3 separate regions of the Gossypium hirsutum genome follow, and regions 1 and 2 are each linked to region 3. Evidence: chromatin contacts called from public Hi-C data. All regions are on one chromosome and are shown on one strand. Each heading gives the region's core, a stretch centred on a gene start, on an enhancer-like site or on the middle of the called end of the contact. The rest is flanking DNA. Distances are from core to core; before and after follow the strand shown.

What was found. Hi-C and Micro-C count contacts between places; a contact is called where the count stands out from the background.
Region 1: a contact with region 3 is called in a Hi-C map of leaf, with 2.5 times the contacts expected there. The contact joins the promoter of LOC107938342 here to the promoter of LOC107930121 in region 3. A contact is called at or near these places in 3 of 34 Hi-C or Micro-C datasets (all in leaf).
Region 2: a contact with region 3 is called in a Hi-C map of leaf, with 2.5 times the contacts expected there. The contact joins the promoter of LOC107930111 here to the promoter of LOC107930121 in region 3. A contact is called at or near these places in 2 of 34 Hi-C or Micro-C datasets (both in leaf).

What each region holds. Positions count from the first base shown.
Region 1 is chrA08:108,019,680-108,022,885 of Gossypium_hirsutum_v2.1, reverse strand. LOC107938342 (nuclear transcription factor Y subunit A-4) reads left to right here and starts at 1,691. Exons shown (of 7, transcript XM_016871460.2): 1 at 1,691-2,606. LOC107938335 (protein FRA10AC1) reads left to right here. Exons shown (of 11, transcript XM_016871448.2): 11 at 418-830. The coding sequence ends at 506.
Region 2 is chrA08:108,619,601-108,623,032 of Gossypium_hirsutum_v2.1, reverse strand. LOC107930111 (putative tRNA (cytidine(34)-2'-O)-methyltransferase) reads left to right here and starts at 1,828. Exons shown (of 9, transcript XM_041074372.1): 1 at 1,828-2,455; 2 at 2,600-2,673; 3 at 2,771-2,839; 4 at 2,946-3,004; 5 at 3,322-3,382. The coding sequence starts at 2,287. LOC107930081 (terminal nucleotidyltransferase 4B) reads right to left here and starts at 1,219. Exons shown (of 7, transcript XM_016861645.2): 1 at 515-1,219; 2 at 1-95. The coding sequence starts at 688.
Region 3 is chrA08:108,291,924-108,295,344 of Gossypium_hirsutum_v2.1, reverse strand. It overlaps LOC107930121, which reads left to right and starts at 1,611. Exons shown (of 6, transcript XM_016861688.2): 1 at 1,611-1,876; 2 at 1,974-2,029; 3 at 2,148-2,212; 4 at 2,324-2,773; 5 at 2,849-3,050; 6 at 3,136-3,421. The coding sequence starts at 1,723. The coding sequence ends at 3,309.

The DNA of each region.
Region 1 (3,206 bases), core at 442-2,941, 270 kb after region 3:
ATGCAATATGATGTGTAACTTGTTGGTATTTTCCTGTTAGTACATCTGAAATATAAATACCGGGAGAATGAGTAGTAAACCGGAGATAGGCCTAGACATCTTGACTGTAATAAATTAGGTAAAGTGTGGTGGATGTGGCTGTTGGCTAACTGTCCCGGCAAGTTTTTAGAATTGTGTTCTTTCTATGCTACAATTCATACTCAGATTTGCTTAGGTTCGTTAAGCTAAAAATAATCCCCTATCAAGGTTACCGAGTGTTGTAATGACTGATAACTTGGCTTTGTCAATCCGGCCTAGCTGGGGGAGTAGAGGGCACCCTTAGGCCTTATATTAGACCATTAGTTTTCACATGTTTAGGTACACCTGAATTCAGATGTGTTCATTGTCATTGTTATTTTCTCCATTCTTTTTTTCCAGGTAAAAGGGCATCATCTTCAGCTATCAATCATGAAAGTGACGATGGTGACGAAGACTTTGATAAGTACCTCGAGGGCATGTTTCCATGATTGTAGGTGAGACTCAGGTGAATTAAGTAAAAGTCTTGTAGAGTAACCCTTTTCTGTGCTGACACCGTAGTGGCCTTGGGAGAGTTGGTAGCGACATGCTGAGATACCAATTTCAGTTGAAACTTGTAAATTTGTTTTTGTTCATTCTGCTGCTCAGCCTGTAAATCGTAGTAAAAGCTTTGCCTATCAACTCACCAAATAGAGGAAGAGTGGTTATCTTACAAAGGCTGCTAAAAGAATGTGAAAGTTTTTTAGGTGGTGTGCGATGTTTTCTTATGGAGAATGGAGTTTTATTTATTAATACAAATGAGGTGGGTGGTTTAATTTTGTTTCCTTTATTAGTAAAACAAAAAGGGAAAAGCAAGGCTTTCTTTTCATTTGCATAGCGTAAGAAGTGAGAAAAAGTAAAATCTACATCTACATTACATATGTGTCGATGATGATGAGAGGGCCTCTAGTCTGGTGATGTTGACTAAAGCGCAGCAATCTTTTTAATACAATATCAATTCCTCCATCCATAACTGATGCTAGTAGTGTACTTAGTTTGGTAGTTGCTACTGCGTAGCCTCTTACCCTGTCTCAACTGTATAAGACATACCTACGCTTTCGTCTGCGACTGCCTCGACGTTTACACTCTCTTATTATTTTCTACTATTTTTGAAAGGGAATAAGTTCTTTGGTTTAGTTGATAATGTACAGATTTGGATCAAGAAAATTATTCCACCTACAGTTAATTGTTTTGGGGGGTGTCTTGTTACCTAGGATGAAAACAATAATGGCGTGGTTAAAGGGGGACATAAAACGCCGTTAAGCAAGCGACGATGGTTGGCAAGTGAAAAAGACAGAATGATAAAAAATAGTAAGAACGTGGCAAGATCTAAATAACATGGACCTCAACGATGTCATCCTGATCACACGACACGTGGTGTGTGCATAACATGTGTCACCGCTGTCAACCATGTCTCTCTGTCCGGTGTCCACGCCACTCTTTTTTGTCATGTAATAAAACTGGAATTTAATAATAATAATAATAAAAGAAGAAGAAGAAAGAGCGCCTCTTGGAATCTGTCTCGGATCCAAACCCAACCCTAGTTCTAATTTTGCCATTTTCAACAGTTCCTTGGATCTGTATAATCGGGTAATGAGTATTAATTATGAAAAAAGGGAAGAAAAAGAATTGAATAACACTTGACAAAAGCTCCTCAACCAGAGTTGTATGATTAGAAAAAGAAGGAATTGTAGCTGAAGCTTTGCTGAAAATAGTATGATCTTAAAAAGAAGCAAAAGAAAGGAGTCCACTCCACAGCCGTTGGAAAAAAGAGATGATGACAAGTTGAAATTCCCACTGCCTACTTATTTGCTTGACCCACTACCATAAAATCATCTCCACCCACTACTTTATTTTTATTATTTTATCTTATATGTACCCGATAACATTGTTTGATTTAAGTATTTCCCACTATTTAACCATTTTTTCTTTTTTAGGAATATTTAATTACAACGAGGTCTTTTTTACATTTATATACTAATAATTAATTTTTAGGATTTTATTTTTATATTTTATAGAAATTTAAAAGTTAGTTTAATTGTTGATAAAAACATGAATTTCAATTATTAGTTTTTATTAATTTGTTACATCTAAAATTCTAAATTATTGATTTTTGTTAATTCCTTATAAATTAATTTTTAAATCAGGTTTAACAATGCTAATTAATTGGATTAAATTTTTAATTTTCATAAAATATATGTAAAAAAACGTTGCAATTCATAATTATATTATAAATATAAATATTCGAAAAAGTATAAAATAAAGTAATTTGTGTGATAAATTAATCTATTTGGAGAAATTTGGAAAGGTTCGTAGTTACAGCTTCAGTTTCTACCTTATAAAAGACAAAAAGTTCGACATTTGTGTCAATGAAACAAATAAAAACCTCTTATTAAAATTTTAAACATATAAATAAAGATAATTTATTAAGCTTGATAGATTTGTCTTTCTCTATGTCTCTGTTATGGTTGCAGAGAGAGAGCCAAACTGAATCAATCTCTAGGCATTTGCTTCTCCAATTCCAATCTTCTTTTTCTTTTTCTTCTTTTACTGTAAGTTCTCTGTTTTTATCCTTTTTTAAATTTATTCTCTTAAAAGATCTTTCTTTTTCCTGTTTTTGATTCAAAATTTTCGAGTCATCTTAGGGTTTTAATTTAGCATCTTGTAAAAAACTTCCCTTTTTGGTTTGATGTTATGGGAATTTGCTCTTTTGATGAGAAATTTGGAGGAGATAAGAAGATTAGCATGAATTGTGGGGGGTGGAATTAGAGATAACCAGATGCAAAATTAGAAATTGAATTACCCTGTTGTATTAAGTTCGGCTTGATTTTGAATAAGATTTCGAGGATCAGTTTCTTTTTTAGGTGCTAGTTTTGATTGTCGAAGTTCTAAATTTTTATATCAGTTGAACTTTGAATTAATGGAATGATCCACCCGCCTTCATTTTAACATAAATTTTAAAATTTTCCTGTGAGAATTTTCTGATGTTTTTGTGTTATGCATATGATTCATGTTTAATCAATTAATCTTTTTTTTTATTTATGAATTTTGATGGAAGTCAACATCAGATTTGCACATAAGTTATGTTATATTAGATGATAGTGAGTGGGAAGTTAGTTGAGATCATTGTTGATTTTGGTTCTTCTTCTTTT
Region 2 (3,432 bases), core at 579-3,078, 330 kb before region 3:
TGTATCTTTTTTGCAATTCCCCTTTGAGATAATACCCTGAAAAGAGCATACAAACCAGTCTGTGGATTTTTTATACCTGACTCTAGAATCATTACCTACATAAAATGGAAACAAATGGCTTAAGAATGTCAGTCATACAGAATAGGGGAGAAATACAAAAATTTGGGTCAACTTTCCTCTGCCTATTGTTTTTCTTTCCTTTCCATATTAGAAAATCTATATACTAAATTTCATAATCCTAATGAAAAACCCATCAACCATGTGATGCAAGCTACAATATAACAAGATTAAACATTGATATAGTTTGAGTTGCGAGACATAAACTTATGGGATAAAATGAAGCAAACTACTCACATCAATATCACTTGTTGGTAAATAAAGCCCTACCATGAACAACTTAAAAACTTCTGGCTGCAAAGCAACAACTCATTACCATTTGGCATTGTACACTATGTATGCATCTTTATATGTGTGTGCTTTTGTGCATGAGAGAAAGAGAGGCCGCCAATCATACCTTGCAGGCAGGCCATATGTACTTGATAACATCAAAAACAGAATGCACAGCTGCATCACGTGCTGCTTGCTCTTCGGGAGTAGGGGATAGAAAATCACAAAAGTCCACTATTTCTGCAACGCCCACCATGGTGGGAAGTATTAAAATATGCCCCATCTGCCTCAAGACCCACATCTGATTCCCCGGTGGTTCAAAAGATGCCACATCTGCCTCAAGACCCACAGCTTATTCAACAGCTTATGCCCTTGTGATTTGTTGCTTCCAAGGTTTTCGATTGGTCTTATTTCTACCCGGGTTTCAAGCCATCGTCTCAGTCATGGCCTAAGATAAGCCAACATTGAAAATGGCTTCTTCAACATTGAAAATGGCTTACCGATTTCAAAAGGGGAAGGGGAAGGGGAAGGGGAAAGGGGAGAAGAAGTGTCAATTTCCGGAAAATGTCTTACCAATTTCAAAAGAGTAAGACATTTTCCTTAAAAAAAAGCCCTCCTTTTCCTGTGTTTTGTAAAACATTTTACCCTGGAAAATCATTTTCAAGCAACCAAACATCAGAAAAGCCTGAAAATCTTTTACGGAAAAGCTTTTACAGGTTACCAATCGGACCAGGATAAAAGGGACGCAGTCGATCTAGCCGCTGATGGGTTGGGTTGGGGTGGGGTGGGGTTTATATAAAGTATTTAGATTATTTTTTTTAAGTCTAGGTCTAGCTTAAAAAATAGATTTATTTTTTTTGTTTAAATTTATTCTGATTTAAGAAAAAATAAATTCAGTCCGACTTGATTTATTCATATTTAATTTTTCTAAAAATATAATACACTAGTTAAAAGATAGAAAATCATTTGGTATTCTAAAATGAATGAATAAAAAAATTAATGAAGGAGTTATATCAATACAATTTATTTTAAAATAGATAACATAAATTAGTACTAGAGCAATGGTAAAATAGACTCAACCAACACTATCTGACTCAAAATAAATAGAATTTAGATGAAAAAAAATATTAATTCATTATCTAATTAAAGATTAAAATAATTTTTTAACACATTAAAAAATAATTATATTAAATGTTTTATTATATTAAAAAATTAAAATAAATATAATAAATATTTTATTGAGCTAAATATAAATTATTATTTTTCTTAGATTTTGTACAATAATTATTGAATTAATAATTTAATATAAATATAAATATATATAATTATTATTTAATATATATAATTAATATAATATTATTTTATAACATTGGGTTGGGTCTGGAGAAAAATATTTACTCAAAATCTAACCCATATAAAAAAATGATCTTAAATTTCATTTAAATCTATTTTTCGAATCTCTCGTATTTTGCTTAAACTCTTCTGGCGGATGAGGCGGCCCAAGTTCAAGTCGATCTCTCGATTGAGCAAAGAAAAAAGAAAAGAAAGGAGACCTGTATCTTGTTAAGATTGAGTGGAAGAGGCAGAGGGAATCGTCGTTTTGATCTGAGCCACCCAGCCTTCCTTTCCAACCAGGGAAAAACCCTTTATTTTATTTTATTTTTTAGTTTTATAAAGGAAGGAGGACATTAGGAAAGGTAGCAGGCCAAGGCCAAGAGGGTTAAAGAGAAAAAGAAGAAGAAAAACTGGGTTATTTACTTAGTGATAGTAATTAGTAAGTAATATGTATTAGTGAAGTTATCCAGTGATCCCACCCAGAGAGAAAGAAAGGTCAAACCCAATAGGTGTAGCATTTTATCTGCATTGGTATCTGTCTCTCTTTTGAGCGTAAGAGCAAGAATGAGAGCAGTCCCATATTATTCCCAATCCCATCTTCTTCAAAGCCTAAGACATATTAACAATACTTCTTCTCTTTCTTTGTTCCCAAACTTTCGCCCTTCTTCCCTACGCATACCACGCCTCTCTTCTTTCTCTAATACCAGGGCTGACACTCACACTAAGACTAAGAGTAAGACCCTTTTCTCTCTCCACTGATATATGTATATATGCTTGTTTTTTGGTCTTAATTAATTAAGTTTCTTAATTAATTAAGTTCACTGCCTTTCTTAATCTTCTTTCTTTGTGGGCTGGGTTGTTGCTGAAGTTGAAACAGGAAATGGGAACAACTCTCTGCCTGCCCCTGACCCCCAACAAAAATTGCTTCAAGTCGTCTTAGTTTCTCCTCAGGTATCTACTGTATTTTTCATCTTTAACGTGTTTTAGCTCATATACAAGCACCTCTACTTAATTGTTTTCCCTTTTCTGCCCTTGCCCATCCCTTCAGATTCCTGGAAATGCAGGTTGCATTGCAAGAACATGCGCTGCCTCAGCTGTTGCCCTTCACCTTGTTGGGGTATCTTTTTCTCTTCTCTTCTCTTCTCTCTTTTTTGTTTTACTTTACTTATTTTTGCCAACCTTGACCTTTTATTTAAGATGCTTCTGCTGTTGTATTTTTTCAGCCATTAGGATTTAAAGTGGATGATACTAAATTAAAACGTGCTGGACTGGATTACTGGCCGTATCCTCCCATATTTGTGTTCTTTAGATACCTTTTTTCCTGCTGAATGAAATGCATGGACACCCTTTCTCTCTATTTTCAATTTAAGATTCTATTCAAATTGGGCACTTCCTAATTGTTCATCAGTTCATAGTACAGTTTGGCATATATTTTTCTATCCTCGCAAACAAGTTTTCATATATAAATTATAGCCTCAAAGGCTTCCCATTTAGCATAGTTTACAAAGATTGACCCAAATCGCATTTGATCCACTTCATTTTCCTTACAACTCTGAAATATCTCCTACTCTCCTGTTTTGACCAATAACTTGATGTCAGATATGTTGTTGTTAGAATACATGGCTCATGGGCGGAGTTTCAAAACTATTTCAAGCAACAGGTTTTTTCTCTTCCTGTCCCAACAATGGATTAGAAATGTTCCGTATCTTT
Region 3 (3,421 bases), core at 362-2,861:
ATGGGATTTCTAATATTATAAAATCAAATAATTATTTCAAATATCATTATGTCTATATGTAAAATATTTCAAATAATTATGTCAAATACACATAGAAAAATATATAAAATGTCAATGTGTAACACTCATTATATGGATTGAAATATAAATATTACACATATAAAAATTATAATTACTAAAAACAATGATATTTACAATAATTATCTGATTTTATAAATAAAAGAGTTATTAGTTAAAAAGATTAATTAAAAATAAAAAACTTAAAAATAATATATTTACTAATTATATACATTAATTAAAAATAATAAAAAATTTGAAATAACATAAAATAAAAAATACATATTAAAATGTTTATAAGAGGAATCAAACTTAAAACTCAAAGATAAAATCACAATTATCTAACCATCTAACCAAAAGAATTAATATGTTAAAAATATTAATTAAAAAAGAAGAAGCTTAAAACAACATGGAATAAAAAATATAAATGTGAGTAGGAGAGGAATTGAACTCGAAACTCAGGGACAAAAATATTAACATTTAACCACTTGGCCGAAAGAAATTTTGTCTATTTTTAGTGAAAATGTGTCTTACAGAATGTATTTTCAGCTAATGTGACTGAAAGCGTACTATGTAGAACGCGTTTTCCTTTTTCTCTAAATAAAAACAATAACATATATAGTCAAATAAAAAAAATTTCTCCAACATATATTAAAATTATCCTATAAAAGAGTAATGTTGAACATGATAGAAAAAAACATGTGATTGTTTTTGGTGGAGAGTTAAAGTCTGAATCCTAATGTGAATGATGAAACCCTAGCATCTTCAATTATTAAAAAGAAGTTATGTAATTATAGTGAGGAATGAACAAATAATAGTAAAGCGTAAAAGATTGAATCTTAAGTAAGATTCTGGCATAAAAGAAAAAAAAAGCCGTTGATTTGGATCTAGGCAACAACCGAAGTTTACTCATCACATGCCCTTTGGCACGTGAAACTAAACTAAACAAAGCCTTTCCATTTTCTTTTAGGATATATTCTTCGGTAGGGATCACAATACAGCTTCCGCTCTATCTATTTTTGTTTTAATACATAATTTTATATTGTAATCAATACTCAATATTTTCGCTAATTAATTAACTTTAAATTTAATTCACGTAATCAAATAAATTATTAAAAAAAAGTCAATTCAATTAATATTTAATCTAATTTATGAATCGATTCATTTTCAATTTAACCAAACTAATTAATTAATTCAATTCAATTTAAATAATGCTGTTACATACAAATAGAAAATGAAAAATTAGAAGAATTTAAGATTTATTCTATAATATGCTTGGTTTTTTTTTCTTTTACAATTAAAAATAATAAATGTTAATTTCATATATTGAATGGAATGGAATAAGTGGTGGCAGTTGGTACCCAAAAAATATCATTCTGCCCTACCCAGCCTCTGTTATTCCACAAACCCACACTGGAAGTGGTTTGCCATCCCTGGCCATCAAGACCAAGTAAACTACACACCGATTATTAAAAAAAAAAAAAATCCCCAACGGTCAGAAGAAACAATAAATTCTAATTAAAAATGAAGAAAAAGGACCCCACTAACGTAACGTAATAACGTTCACTTTCACTCGCACTTAAGAATAGAAACTCAGCCTATTGACGCATTTTTCCATCTCTCTCTGCCCTCCTGCTAATCCCCTACTTTTTTGGCTTTCGCATAATGGAACCAGCAAAAATCGACTGGACCAGAATAGACTCCCGCTTCGTTGAGGACTGCGTTTACGAACACATCAACGCCCCTAAATGGGTTGATTTCTTGGCCCCTGACCCTCACCAACCTTCCATCGACGATGATGCCTGGTTCTGCACTCCTGGTACCCTTTCATTTCTCTTCTTTTCCCTTTTCTCCTCTGCCCTCTCACTTCATTTCTTCTTTTTTTTTGTAAACTTTTTCTTATCTGGATACTGCAGACTGTAACCATCCCAAGACTGCTGAGGATTTCCTTCAACCCTCTCCTCCTTCTAAGGTTTTTATTCTCTGCTTTTATGCCTCTTTCCATTTAGTTCCAGATACTACAATGCTGCTGCATGTATTTATGGACCATTTGTCTCATTTTTTGTTTTGTTTTTGTTAATCTTTTGAAGCTTCCACGACGATCAGTTCCTGGCGGTGGAGCTGGAAACTTCCCATTTCGGGAATTGAATCAAGGGTATTTACTAAACGCAACTTAATTACCTTACAACATGTCTTGGTTTCAAGATTCTGTGTTTTTTTTTTCTTTACATCTTATTTCCATTTTTGGGCGTTGTATTGTTTTCAGAGATGCCAAATTGAAGAGAAGAGGGCAACAAACTCAATCTTCTAGTTTTTCAAAGTTCGACGATAGTGAAAACCATAACCCAAATTTATCAACTCCTCCTACTAATCACCAAGCTAAGTCTTTGAAAGCGGCAATCAAGTCCAGCAGTGAAAAAAATAAACCCATTATAACAGATGGTATACTCCAGTCCCAAAGTGACGAGATACGGTCTCTGAAAAGTAGTGCGTCAGCTAGGAATTTGTTTGCTGGTAGGGATATACTGAGTCATATAAGTGAGTTTTGCAACGAGTTAAAGAAATTGGCAAGCAGGGCTAGGGAGAAAGAGAGAGAGGAAAACACTCAAGATGAAAAGACCCAGGTTCTGGGTGAGTTGGACAAAGAGAGGAAACCATTGCTTGAATTGGGTCAAGAGAAACAAGGCATTGCTAAAGAGAAAGAAAAGATGAAAATGTGAGTATCACTTATGTGAAAAACTAATTTTAAAAGATCTTTAAGTTTGATTCATGTTGAATGATATTGTTGCAGAAACAGAAGCAGAACACATGGTGATGAGGCAGAGAACATGGCACCCTCTAATATCTCACTAAATTTGGAGGATGTGAAGCACAAAAACAAAGGGGAAGAAAGGTTACTGCAAATACGGACCAATCCACCCTCTCCTCAGTGCTTTTCTGCCCCTACCAAAACAACTGCCACCCCTTCCAAGGCTTCCAGATCCAGACTTATGGTATGCAACTAGTTGCTTCAGTATGCATGCTTTTTGCTTTGGGTATGATTTGTTTAGTTTATATTTGTATATGATGTGTCCGTAGGAGAGGGGAATCCTTCAAGAAGTGAAGCAAAACAAGGATATGAAGACAGAAAAAGCAGGAAGCAGTGTATCTTCTTGTTCTTCTGTTATTAATAATGTTAATGTTACGGATGGAAGACAAGCAAGGGCGTTGGATGTATTTTGGTTCCTCAAGCCTTGCACAATGTCTGAGTAAACAAAACTCAAATGTCTTCATTCTTTCATTCATATGAGTGTCAGCTATGTAGCTTTCTCTCTGTTTAATAATTGTATTGAAAACCCTTTTCAGTGAATAAAAAGCCAATATC